2 separate regions of the Nomascus leucogenys genome follow, and region 2 is linked to region 1. A link is a contact called in public Hi-C data. All regions are on one chromosome and are shown on one strand. The core of a region is the stretch at or near the end of the contact, and the rest is flanking DNA. Distances in the headings are between cores, read along the strand shown.

The links. A called contact is a pair of places that touch in the nucleus more often than the background predicts.
Region 2: a contact with region 1 is called in a Hi-C map of a lymphoblastoid cell line, with 9 times the contacts expected there. The contact joins the enhancer-like site here to the promoter of TRIB1 in region 1. A contact is called at or near these places in 2 of 4 Hi-C or Micro-C datasets (a lymphoblastoid cell line and an unstated tissue).

What each region holds. Positions count from the first base shown.
Region 1 is chr16:77,507,909-77,513,104 of Asia_NLE_v1, reverse strand. It overlaps TRIB1 (tribbles homolog 1), which reads right to left and starts at 2,722. Exons shown (of 3, transcript XM_030795253.1): 1 at 1,781-2,722. The coding sequence starts at 2,140.
Region 2 is chr16:77,716,600-77,721,795 of Asia_NLE_v1, reverse strand. No RefSeq gene overlaps it. Among named protein-coding and RNA genes, the nearest start is that of TRIB1, 210 kb to the right of the region's middle. Within about 2 kb of position 2,530, the one cell type or tissue checked has an H3K27ac peak away from gene starts, as active enhancers do. A contact at or near this core is called in a lymphoblastoid cell line, where this site is marked.

The DNA.
Region 1 (5,196 bases), core at 1,473-3,972:
TGTTCCCATCTTCCATCAGCCCCTGAGAGCTAAGCAAACCCCCCACCCTCTGTGGCCCTTTCCTGTTTGCAGGCCACACTAGTTGAGTGGCTGATAGAAGGAGGCCCCTGGCCTGTCCAGGAGCTGAAAAGCAGTCCCTGGACGTACATGTGCCTCCTGCAGACCCAAAGTGCTCAACACAGAAAGGGCACAGAATGTGGTGACTCTGCAGCCTCCAAGGGGAAGCAGGGGCCAGAGAACATGCAAAGCTGTCATTAATCAGAAGGAACAGATGACTTGGAGGGGGAGGCTGGGACAATGCAGCCTTAAGCAACCTGCCCACAGTCCGACTCAAATGTAAGCAGCCTTGAGTTACAATTCTCACAGGAGGGGTATGGGATCCTGCGAATGGGTTTTTCACTTGTTTGTTTATCCCCCCACACCCGACCCCACCCCTAGAAATGAGTAGCAATCTCCTCTCTTCTAGGAAGCTGGCTGGTCTCTTTAAAGACCTTTTGTTTAGTCCAGTTACTCATATCCTAGACTCAACTGGAAACGGTGACACACGGGCTGTCACCATCTGGATTCAGCTATTATCTGCTCAGAGGAACTGGAAGGGGTTGCACAATGGCCAGACTCACCCCACCTCTAAGAGGCCTGGCTGCTCTGGCACCAGCTAGAAAAATCCCCTGCTGCCCCCTCCTCCCACCCCATCCCATCCCACCACACACACACACATGCTTGTCCCAGAACAGCTCTTAGTCCCAGTCATGGAGAAGAAAAGGGTTTTTTTTTTCTCCCTATTAAACTGGGCTTGATCATGCGTTTGAAATTTCATTCGGGTTGGGCAGTAGGTGGCAGCAGCGAGCCCCGGGACGGGGTCGGGGTGTTGGGAGTGTCAGGTGAGTTGCGGAAAACCCAGAAGCGACTTAACTGGGGGGTAATCCTATCTTTCGGGTGAAAAGGAGCAGCCCGAGGGTGCTCTGGGGTGCCTCAAGCAGGGGTGTCACGCTCGCATAAAGTAGACTGTGGGAACGTTCTGCGTCTACCCGCGCAGGAGGAGGACCCGGGGGATCCTGTTTCTAGGAGCTGTGTCTCCTCCTCCTGGATGGGATCCCTATGTTCAAAGCAAAATCGCTGGCTGGAAAATAAAGTGAATCGAAGCGAGGGTTCCTGGCCGGTGTGGGCTTTTCAACATTTCTACTCCGAGCAGATTCCTCCGCCTCGGGCAGATGACTCTGGGACTGCTCCCTTGGGAGGGTGTGTTCTAGTCCCAGCGCGGATTCAATTCAGAATCCCCAAGGCAGGAGCCGGACACAGTCTTCCAGCCCCCTTACCACCTACAACTGAGCCCGGGTGCCGTGCAAGCCCGACAAGAGAGCTGCCAGCTGCTCCAAGCTCCTAGGAGGCACCTACTGCAGGCCGTCCTTCCAGGACATGGCGGGGGCGGGGGGAGGTGGAGAGCGAGGAGAATGAGAAAAGGGGAATGGCATGGCCCTGGAATCCGTTTCAATTCCACAACTTATATGGAACGCCACGCGCTACACTGGGCGCTAAGGAAAGGAACAGATAGAGAAAGCCACTGAACACTGCACTTCCTCTAGGCGCCCCCATTATACCACTCCATGGGAAACCCCTCAATCCACAAAAACGTGAACCTGGTCAAATGGCGTCTTATCTGACCCAATCTACTGATCCGCCCTGTGCCCAGCCCAAGCGTTGGCCGGACCCCAAGGACCTTTGCCTACCACCCCGTCCCGCGCCCTCGACCCCAGCCGGGTCCTGGCCCGGGAGCACCTACCTTGCAGCGCAGCTCGCGGCCAGTGTGGATGCACAGCGCCCGGGACACATGCTCGCGCTCGGCCAGGGGCAGCAGCAGGTAGTCGGCGATGCGGCTGGGCCCCGGCGCGCTCCCGGAGCCGCCGCCGGCCCCCGGAGCGGCAGGCGGGGGCTGCGGGCTGCAGGGAGAGCCGGGGGGGCTGAGGTAGTCCGGGGGGCTGGAGCACTCGGAGAGGCGCGGGCACTTGGCCGCCACGGCCGCCGCGTCGTCGGCGTCCAGCAGGCGTTTGGCCGGGACGCCTCGGGCGGCTGGGAACAGCAGGGCCGGGCCGCGGGGCTGCGAGGCGCCGCTCATGGCAGAGCGCACCGGACCGACCCGCATCCCGTCCTGGGCCGGGGTGGCCCCGGCTTTTTAAGTCCCGGGATCCGCGCGGGAAGACGCTGCGGGCTTGGCGCCGGCTCCGCGACTTCTTCCAGCTGGCGGGATGGAGTTTGCAGACTGGTCTTGGCTCGGCCCCCACGAGGGGCAAAGCAGGAGCCGCTCCCCGGCGCTCGCGTTGCACGCGGGGACCACGCTGGCTGTGCGTCCGGGGGGCGGAGGCCGGCTGGAGTCCCCGGACCCCCGCAGACAAGGGCTCCCGGAGCCTCGCTGGGGGCGGCCGCCACTATTGTTGCCGAGGCTGCCGACAGTCCGCGAGGCAGAGGCGGCGGCGGCAGCGGCCAGCGATCCCGGGGTCCCGAGCCGCGAGGACAGGATTCAGCAGGCTCAGCGGAGCCACGAAGCAAATGCACTTCCCAAAGCGATGAGTCTCGAGCAAAATCCGGGAGAACTTTTTCGCGGCGCTCGGGATCCTGCGCGCTCCTGGGCTCCGGGCGTGTATGAGAGGGAGCGAGACGCGCTCAGAGAGAGTGACTGTGAGTGAGTGTGAGCGCTGCACCGATCCCGGCCAGTGCACTCCTCCTTCTCCTTTTCCTCCACCTCCTCCGCCTCCCGGTGACTCACGCTGTATACACACACACTCACAGGCCGGGCTGTGTAAACAGTTGGGAAGCCGGGTTGTGCAATGAGGTGGCTGCGACGACTCCGGCCCCGCCGCCCGGCGAGCAGTCTCCCGAGCGGAGGGAGGAGACTGGGGGGAGGGGAGAGGGAGCAGGAGGTGGGGGGAATGGGGGTGGACTGAGGGCTGGGGATGCTCCGGGCAGCGCGCGCTCGGGCGCAGGTGGTGCGTCCCGGGCCGGTCTGGACGCGCGCACACGCCCCCCGGGCTGGGCTGGGCTGGGCAGAATGCGGCGCGCGCGCCCTCCGGCAGGCCCCCAGTTCAGCGGAGAAGCCGAAGGAGGGGGCGGAGGAAAAGTTGCCGTGACGTAAGGGTCCGAGGAAGTGGGCGGGAGGGGCGGGGCCGCGGGGAGCGAAGCGACCGCTGATTGGTGCGCGCGCCTCATTCACAGCAAGCACAATGGGCTGCGGGCGCGAGGCGGGAGCGCGCACCACGGTTCTCTGCACCCGCCGCTCGCTGCAGCCCCGCGGCGACGCCTTTCGCCCCGGGGATCCCCCCACCGCCCAGCGCCTGGGGAGCTCTGGTTGGAGCCGTGGGCTCCGCAGAGGCCCGGCTGCAGCGGAGGAAGGAGAGGGATAGGGAGGTGATGAATTCCAGAATCAGTCATTCACCCCCACGCGGTAGTTCCGGGGAAGACCTGTGCGTGGTAGTGGATGTGGCTTTTTTTTTTTCCCTTTTCCTGCCCCCTCCCAGCTCTAATCCCTAGCGTCTGTTCGCTTCCACAAATAGAACCTTCTGTTGGATGAAATAAAAGCAAACACTGGGCCTTCTGCGCTGCCTCCACCTCCACGCCCCCCCAACCCCCCCGCGCCTGCCGCCCGCCCGGATTGCACGGAAATAGCTTCTCCAGGCTCCCGGGCCGCCCCTTCGCGGTGACTCGCAGAAAGAGCTTCCTGAGCCAGGGCCGGTGGGAAACAAAGGATGTGGGGAGCGGGCGGAAGGGGCCCACGTGGCTGCCGCCGGATTCCTACTCCCTCCCCAGCCTCCACACGCGCCGCAGGGTCTAGGGCCTGAGTGCCAACCTTGGTAGGTGGGTAGGCTGGTGGAAGTCATTCTGGCCGCTGCCAGAGATACCGCCTGCACCTGGGCAGCCCTGCCTGGTGCTGCGCATGCATTCATTCCGTGTGATTTGGGTGAGCATGAAAGTTGTGCGTGAAACAACTTGGAATCTGTCATTTTTCTTTCTTGAGTGAACCAGGTCAGTTTGGAGTCCCTGGGCACCCAACAATATAACTATTATCAGAGAGCCCTTCCTTGCACTTCTGCTAAATACTTAATTTTCTAAAACCAGGTCGAGCCCCAAGAATAAATCATTTTCCTTATTAATTCTCCATTCATTCAACAAATACTAATTAAGCATCTACCAAGAGCTAAACACTGGGAATTAGAAGGTGAAAATTAAAATAATAATAATAGCTAACATGAATCAAGGCCTACAATGTGTCGGACACTGTTCTTTGCACTTTACATGTATTACTTCAGTTTTCCAACCACACTATGGGGTTATTTTTTGCTCCATTTCACAGGGAAGAAACTGAAGCCTTAGAAGGATGAAGTTACGCCAAGCGTGGTGGCTCACGCCTGTAATCCCAGCACTTTGGGAGGCTGAGGTGGCCGGATCACCTGAGGTCAGGAGTTCAAGACCAATCTGGCCAACATGGTGAAACCCCGTCTCTACTACAAGTACAAAAATTAGCTGGGCGTGGTGGCGAGCGCCTGTAATCCCAGCTGCTGGGGAGGCTGAGGTGGGAGAATCACTTGAACCTGGGAGACAGAGGTTGCAGTGAGCCGAGATCGCGCCACTGCACTCCAGCCTTGGGGACAAAGTGAGACTTAGTCTCAAAAGACAAAAAATAATAATAATAAAAATTTTTAAAAAGCGAGAACGAAAGATGAAGTTACTTGCTGTGGTTAAGTAGCTCATAAGGGGTGGTGCGGTCAAGCTCCGAAGCATTTATGGCGACTGGAAGGAGAGATTACAATTTGTAGGGGAAAACAGGAGTTAGGGAGGACTCTAGAAGGCATTTGACCTGGGAGATGTGTGGGGACTATGAGGGAGTTGCTCAAGGGAGAGTATGAATGGTGGGAGGCCGGGCCAGGCAAGGGGTGTACGGAAGGGCAGGGCTGGCAGGCCAGAGAAACTATAAGGGTGGTGGGAGCTGAGCCTGCAGAGGTCACCCGGGACAGTGTTGGGAAGGGCTTGAAAGCCATGTTGCACTTGGTCCTGTGTCCAGAGGAGAGCCCACCGAAGAGTGAGTTTGTTTGTTTGTTTGTTTGTTTGTTTGTTTGTTTGTTTTCAGACAGTCTCCCTCCATCGCCTAGGCTAGAGTGCAGTGGCCCAATCTCGGCCCACTGCAACCTCTGCCTCCCAGGTTCAAGT
Region 2 (5,196 bases), core at 1,281-3,780, 210 kb before region 1:
ACTTCTCCATCCCCACATCCTTTCCCACAGTGGTTGTTTCAAAAGGGCAGTCTGTGGTTGCAAAGGCAGCAACGAAGGGGCCTGGAGCTCCTGGAGGCCTGGAAGGGTCTCTCATTGTTGTTTTCTCATTGTTACTGTTGCTGGTGTTTGTTTTGCTCTTTACATCTTTGTGCCCTCGGCATCCTTCTAGTGACTGACACAATCCAATCCTGAGATTGTCACTCAGTACCACACCCCGCCCAGAAAGGTCTGAATTACCACCTTCAGGCTGCACTACGGGGAATGGTAATAGTCATTATACGATAATTTTATATTTGGGAAATGAAAACAATCCCTTTTGTTTTCTGCTATAAGTTAAAGAAAGTAAAATTTTTACACATGCAAAAGCAGTCTTCTTGGTTAATGAGGATATTTAGGAAGAACCAAGAGAGCTGAGCGTGTACTGAGGAAACACCTCCACATGGTGCCATCTTCAGTGGCAGAGATGGTCATGAGACAGGCGCTCCCCTCTCTGGGCTGCCGTCGATTTCCCTCTGGTTCTGGCAGAGAATCCCCTAAATGGCTGCAAGGTTGCCCACGCTTGATCTTCTGGTTTTGGACACCCTCCTACAGTTGTTAAGCTCTAATTTCAAGAACCAACTACACTGGAAAGAGAAACTACCCATCTACCCAAAAATGAGAATAAAAGTAAGATTCCTGGGAATGTAAAAGAAATGCAACTTAGTAGCTAATGCAAGAAATGGAAACAAATACGTTTCCTGCCTTGCAGGTCAAAACACAGAGACGTATTTCCTCAAACCTTGACGACTATCTCCCAGGTGAAAAGAACAGGAAATTAAGGTTTTTACAGCTTTGAGAGCATTCACACTCCAGTGCCCTTTGCTGTGAAGCCTCCCTGCCCTGTAGAGGCAGAAGTGTTTGTTCTTATCCCTTGCCTCCTTGCCCCTGACCCATGCTCCCATCCCATTCGATCAGGGACACCATATACAGTCGCACAGTCAGTGCACTGCACAAGTCAGGAGGTGCCATTTCCACCAGCTGTATTGTGACTGGGCTCCCTGGAGTTGTACGGCGCTTCCATCAGGATGTGTTTTGTGGCTTGCCTTGTATCACAACTGACACCTACAAGGCCATGGACTCCTAACTGACCTATAGTCACTGGCAGTATCCCTGGCACCTAGCACAATGCCTGGTACCTAGATAAACCTTAACATAAACTCCTAGGGATTTAAGAAGCAATTAATTTGACAAGAGAATCAGCACCACTCTAAGACAAGAAATAAGTAGTTATTTTAGGCCAGGCACAGTGGCTCACGCCTGTAATCCCAGCACTTTGGAGGCTGAGGTGGGAGGATCACCTGAGGTCGGGAGTTCAAGAGCAGCCTGGGCAACATGGTGAAACCCTGTCTCTACTAAAAATACAAAAATTAGCCAGGTGTGGTGGCACATGCTGTAATCCCAGCTACTCGGGAGGCTGAGGCAGGAGAATCACTTGAACCCAAGAGGCAGAGGTTGCGGTGAGCCAAGATCCACTGCACTCCAGCCTGGGCGACAGAGCAAGACTCTGTCTCAAAAAGAAAAAAAAAAAAGTCATTATTTTAAATAGGAGCAAAATTCTTTTAGAGTATGGATACTTCTTGAATTAACCTTAGATACTTTAAAGAGTAAATATAACATAACGGTTAAGATCTCTGGCCCCGGAGTCAGAAGGATCTGGGTTTCAATCCCAGCTTTACAACTCATTGAGCCATGCTGGGCATGTTCCTAGACCTCCCTAAGCCTTAGTGTCCTCATCTGTGAGGGTAACTGAGATAAAGCCTCAGCATGGTGCCTGGCACACACTCACGCTCAATGCATCTTAGTTGTAATTATGAAGTACATTGTTAGTGTCAGTTAATCCAGGCAATAACACAAAAAGAAAACGTTAGCTATCCATATTTATATCCCACAAAGAGGAATATGCTCAAGATCTATTAAGTGCCCAATTAATGTTTGCTTAGTGAATAAATGAGAGAGAAGATGAGGAGGAGGAAGGAAGGTAGGGGAGGAGGAGAAGGGAAGGAGGAAGAAGAAGAAGAAAGATGAAAGGGAAAGTGAGGAGAAGGGGTACTGAACTAGGAGTCAGGAGGGATACACCTTCAAATATGCCATCACTAACTTTGTGACTTGAAGTAAGTTCCTTTCTTGGTCTCAATTTGCTCCTTTTAAAGATGAAAAGTGACTGGATGATGCCTCAGTTTCCTCCCTCATGATACCCTCTCGGGGCTCCAGCAAAGACCAGAGTTCCCACTGCTGATCATTTTTGCAGTGTTCCCTTAGATGCTGCAGGTGGTGCTGCTGAGTTAGGAAGAAAACCTGTTTTTCTGCAACTTAGTTCTTAGCTGCCAAGTCTGTATTAATAGCAGACCAGAATTAGGGAAATCACTTACTTGTTGCTGAAATGCCTGGGGCGGTAAATGAGTCACTCTACTTCCTCTCTTTCCTACCTGGCCTCTCCCGTTGCCATGAAAGTGCCGCGGGTGTGGAATGGCAGCTAGCCTTGATTCTAGTTCCATTCCTGTTTCCGGCTGGTGACCTTGGGCAAAGATACGTGCCGTCTTAGGACCTCTGTTGTAGTCTGCAAAATGACGATAATAATTCTGGTACCCCAGGAGTGTTGAGAAGATTAATTAAATAATGTGTGTCAATGGACGATCACGGTGCCTGGCACCTAGTAGGTATTCAAGAAGTGTTGGTTTCCTTCCTTCTCTGCCTTTTAGTCACTGTGGATTGTGGTTAGCACTTCAGAAGAAATGAACAGAGCACAGTGACAGACAGATGAGGAGGTGGGCTTCCCAAGGAGGACGCACTGAGGAGGGGACAGGCCCTCTGAGGCTAGAAGGATGTGGAGGAGGAACAGCATCCCAAGCGAAGGGTCAGCAAGTACAAAAGCACCGTCCATCTCCCCCAGCTCCCCTGGCCCCTGCCATTACAAACCCATCTGCAATCCCTGGCTGGCTCTGACCTCTGAGCCCCAGGGTCTACCTCGTTCATACCCCTACAACAGCAGTCATTCGCTCCTATTGTACATTTTGCAAACATGCATGCCCCTTCGAGGACCAGGAATGCATTTTATTCATATCTATCTCCCCAGAACCTGGTGCAACAAAAGCCTTAATGAATAAACGAGCCAATGACTGCATCATACTGGGACCCATTCAGTCTCTCATTAGCTGTCTTTACATAAATGCATCTCGACCTTTTGGCGGCTTCCCATCTTGGCATACTCAGCACCTAGTACATAGTAAGTGCTCAGCAAATGCCTGCTACTGAACTTCAGTTTGATTGTCATGTATGGAGCACCGACTGTGTGGCAGGAACTCTACTCATCACCAGAGACGCAAAGATGTATCAGGGGTAAGCCAGGGTGTGAAGGACTCACCTTTTAGAAAAATAAAAGAACCAGGAGCACATATGCAGCAGTTGACACGTTCATTTCTCAAGTGCTTTATATGCACTCTTCTACTTAATCCTCACAAAAACCTGAGAGGTAGGTACTACGATTAGCGCCACTTCATAGATGGGAAAATTGAGGCTTGGGTGGAGAGACCCACACTGGGTGGCAGAGCCAGGCTAAAAGCCAGGGGTCTGTCACTAAAACCCTCGTCATTTACCACTTTGTCATAAATGTGTGCACACAGAAATAATGTAGACGTGTGCCCGGTGGGGGGGAACTGAGAAATGGAGGTGGCAGTTGGGATCTTCCAGAGGACAGTCCATGTGAATTGACCTTGAAGGACAAAAAGAATGTTTCCCGGAAGATCACGGTGGCAGCACAGAATTGCAGCAGAGAGGGAAAGGAATATTCAGGCAGAGGGATGCGGTCCCGCAGCCTGCAGAGACTGCGGTAATGAGGATGCAACACACAGCCTGGCCACAGGGTCTGCCTGGAGACACAGGCTCTTCCCTGCCTCAGGAAGATCAAGTGCTGGATCTAGAGCAGGCCAGCTCAGGAGAGGATACACAACAACGGGGACATACCTGGAAACGTTTTGCAGAGATAAGTTTAACAAATAGAAACTTGCCCTTTTTCGTAACTGATCTGTGGGACTTCCCTGCCTTTAGTCTTGGCAATCAAAACACATAAAAGCCTAAAGCACTGATTCAACATTCACTAAACTCCTACTCTGTGCCAGGCACTTACAATTAAATACCCACTCTGTGCTGTGACAGTCATACTTTGAGAGGCAGTGGAATTAATTGAGGTATGAATTTCTCTGGGCTTGAATTCAATTATGTTACTCATTAAATACGTCACTTTGCACAAGTTACTTCACACCTCTGTGACTTGGTTTCCTCATCTGTAAAATGAGAATATTGGTAATAGCTATCTCATAGGATTATTGTATTAAATGAGTTAATGCATATCAAGGGCTTAGAACACGGCCTGGCAGACAGTAAGCACCCAATAAATGCTAGATACTGTCCACGTGTGCTACTATTGGATCTATACTCTTTATGAAACACTTACTAAGGGCCAGGTGTTGGGCTGGAAGCCGAAGGTTTGGAGATGAGTGAGACCATGTCCCCTGAACTCCAGTGGGTCAGAGTTTAGTAAGCGTGAGGCTTATAAAAGAAGTTATCACAATTAAATGAAATAAGAGCTGTATTAATCATAATCACAAAGAAGAGGTAGGGTCTGTTGGGTGATGTATGGATACTGGCCATTCTATTAAACTGGGTGCATATTTAGCCTGCACCACAAAGCTTTAAGGGAGATGCTGTCATTGTCCTTGTGTTCTGAGTGAACACAAGATTCCTCAGCAAGGCATGCAGCTGGGGTGCAGAATGGAGGCAGCTGGGGTGCAGAATGGAGGCAGCTGGGGTGCAGAATGGAGGCAGCTGGGGTGCAGAATGGAGGCCGTGCTGCTAAGAAGGATGCATTCAGCTGTGGGAGCACAAGGAAGGAGGAACTGAGCCTATCAGCGGATGAGTTGCCGCTGGGGCACACAGAGCAGGTAGTATCTGGGCTGTCTTCGTGGATTCTGAGAGAGAAGGAATTCCAGGCAGGGGAAAGAGCACATGATGCAAAGACCTGGAGTTGGGAATGATACGGTCATTTGCAGAGACAGTCAAAAGTTGTCCCAGCTGAAGCAGAGGCGAAGTGTGAGACCCGTGCCTGCACAGAGGCCTTGAATATGGCGCCGTGGAGCTCAT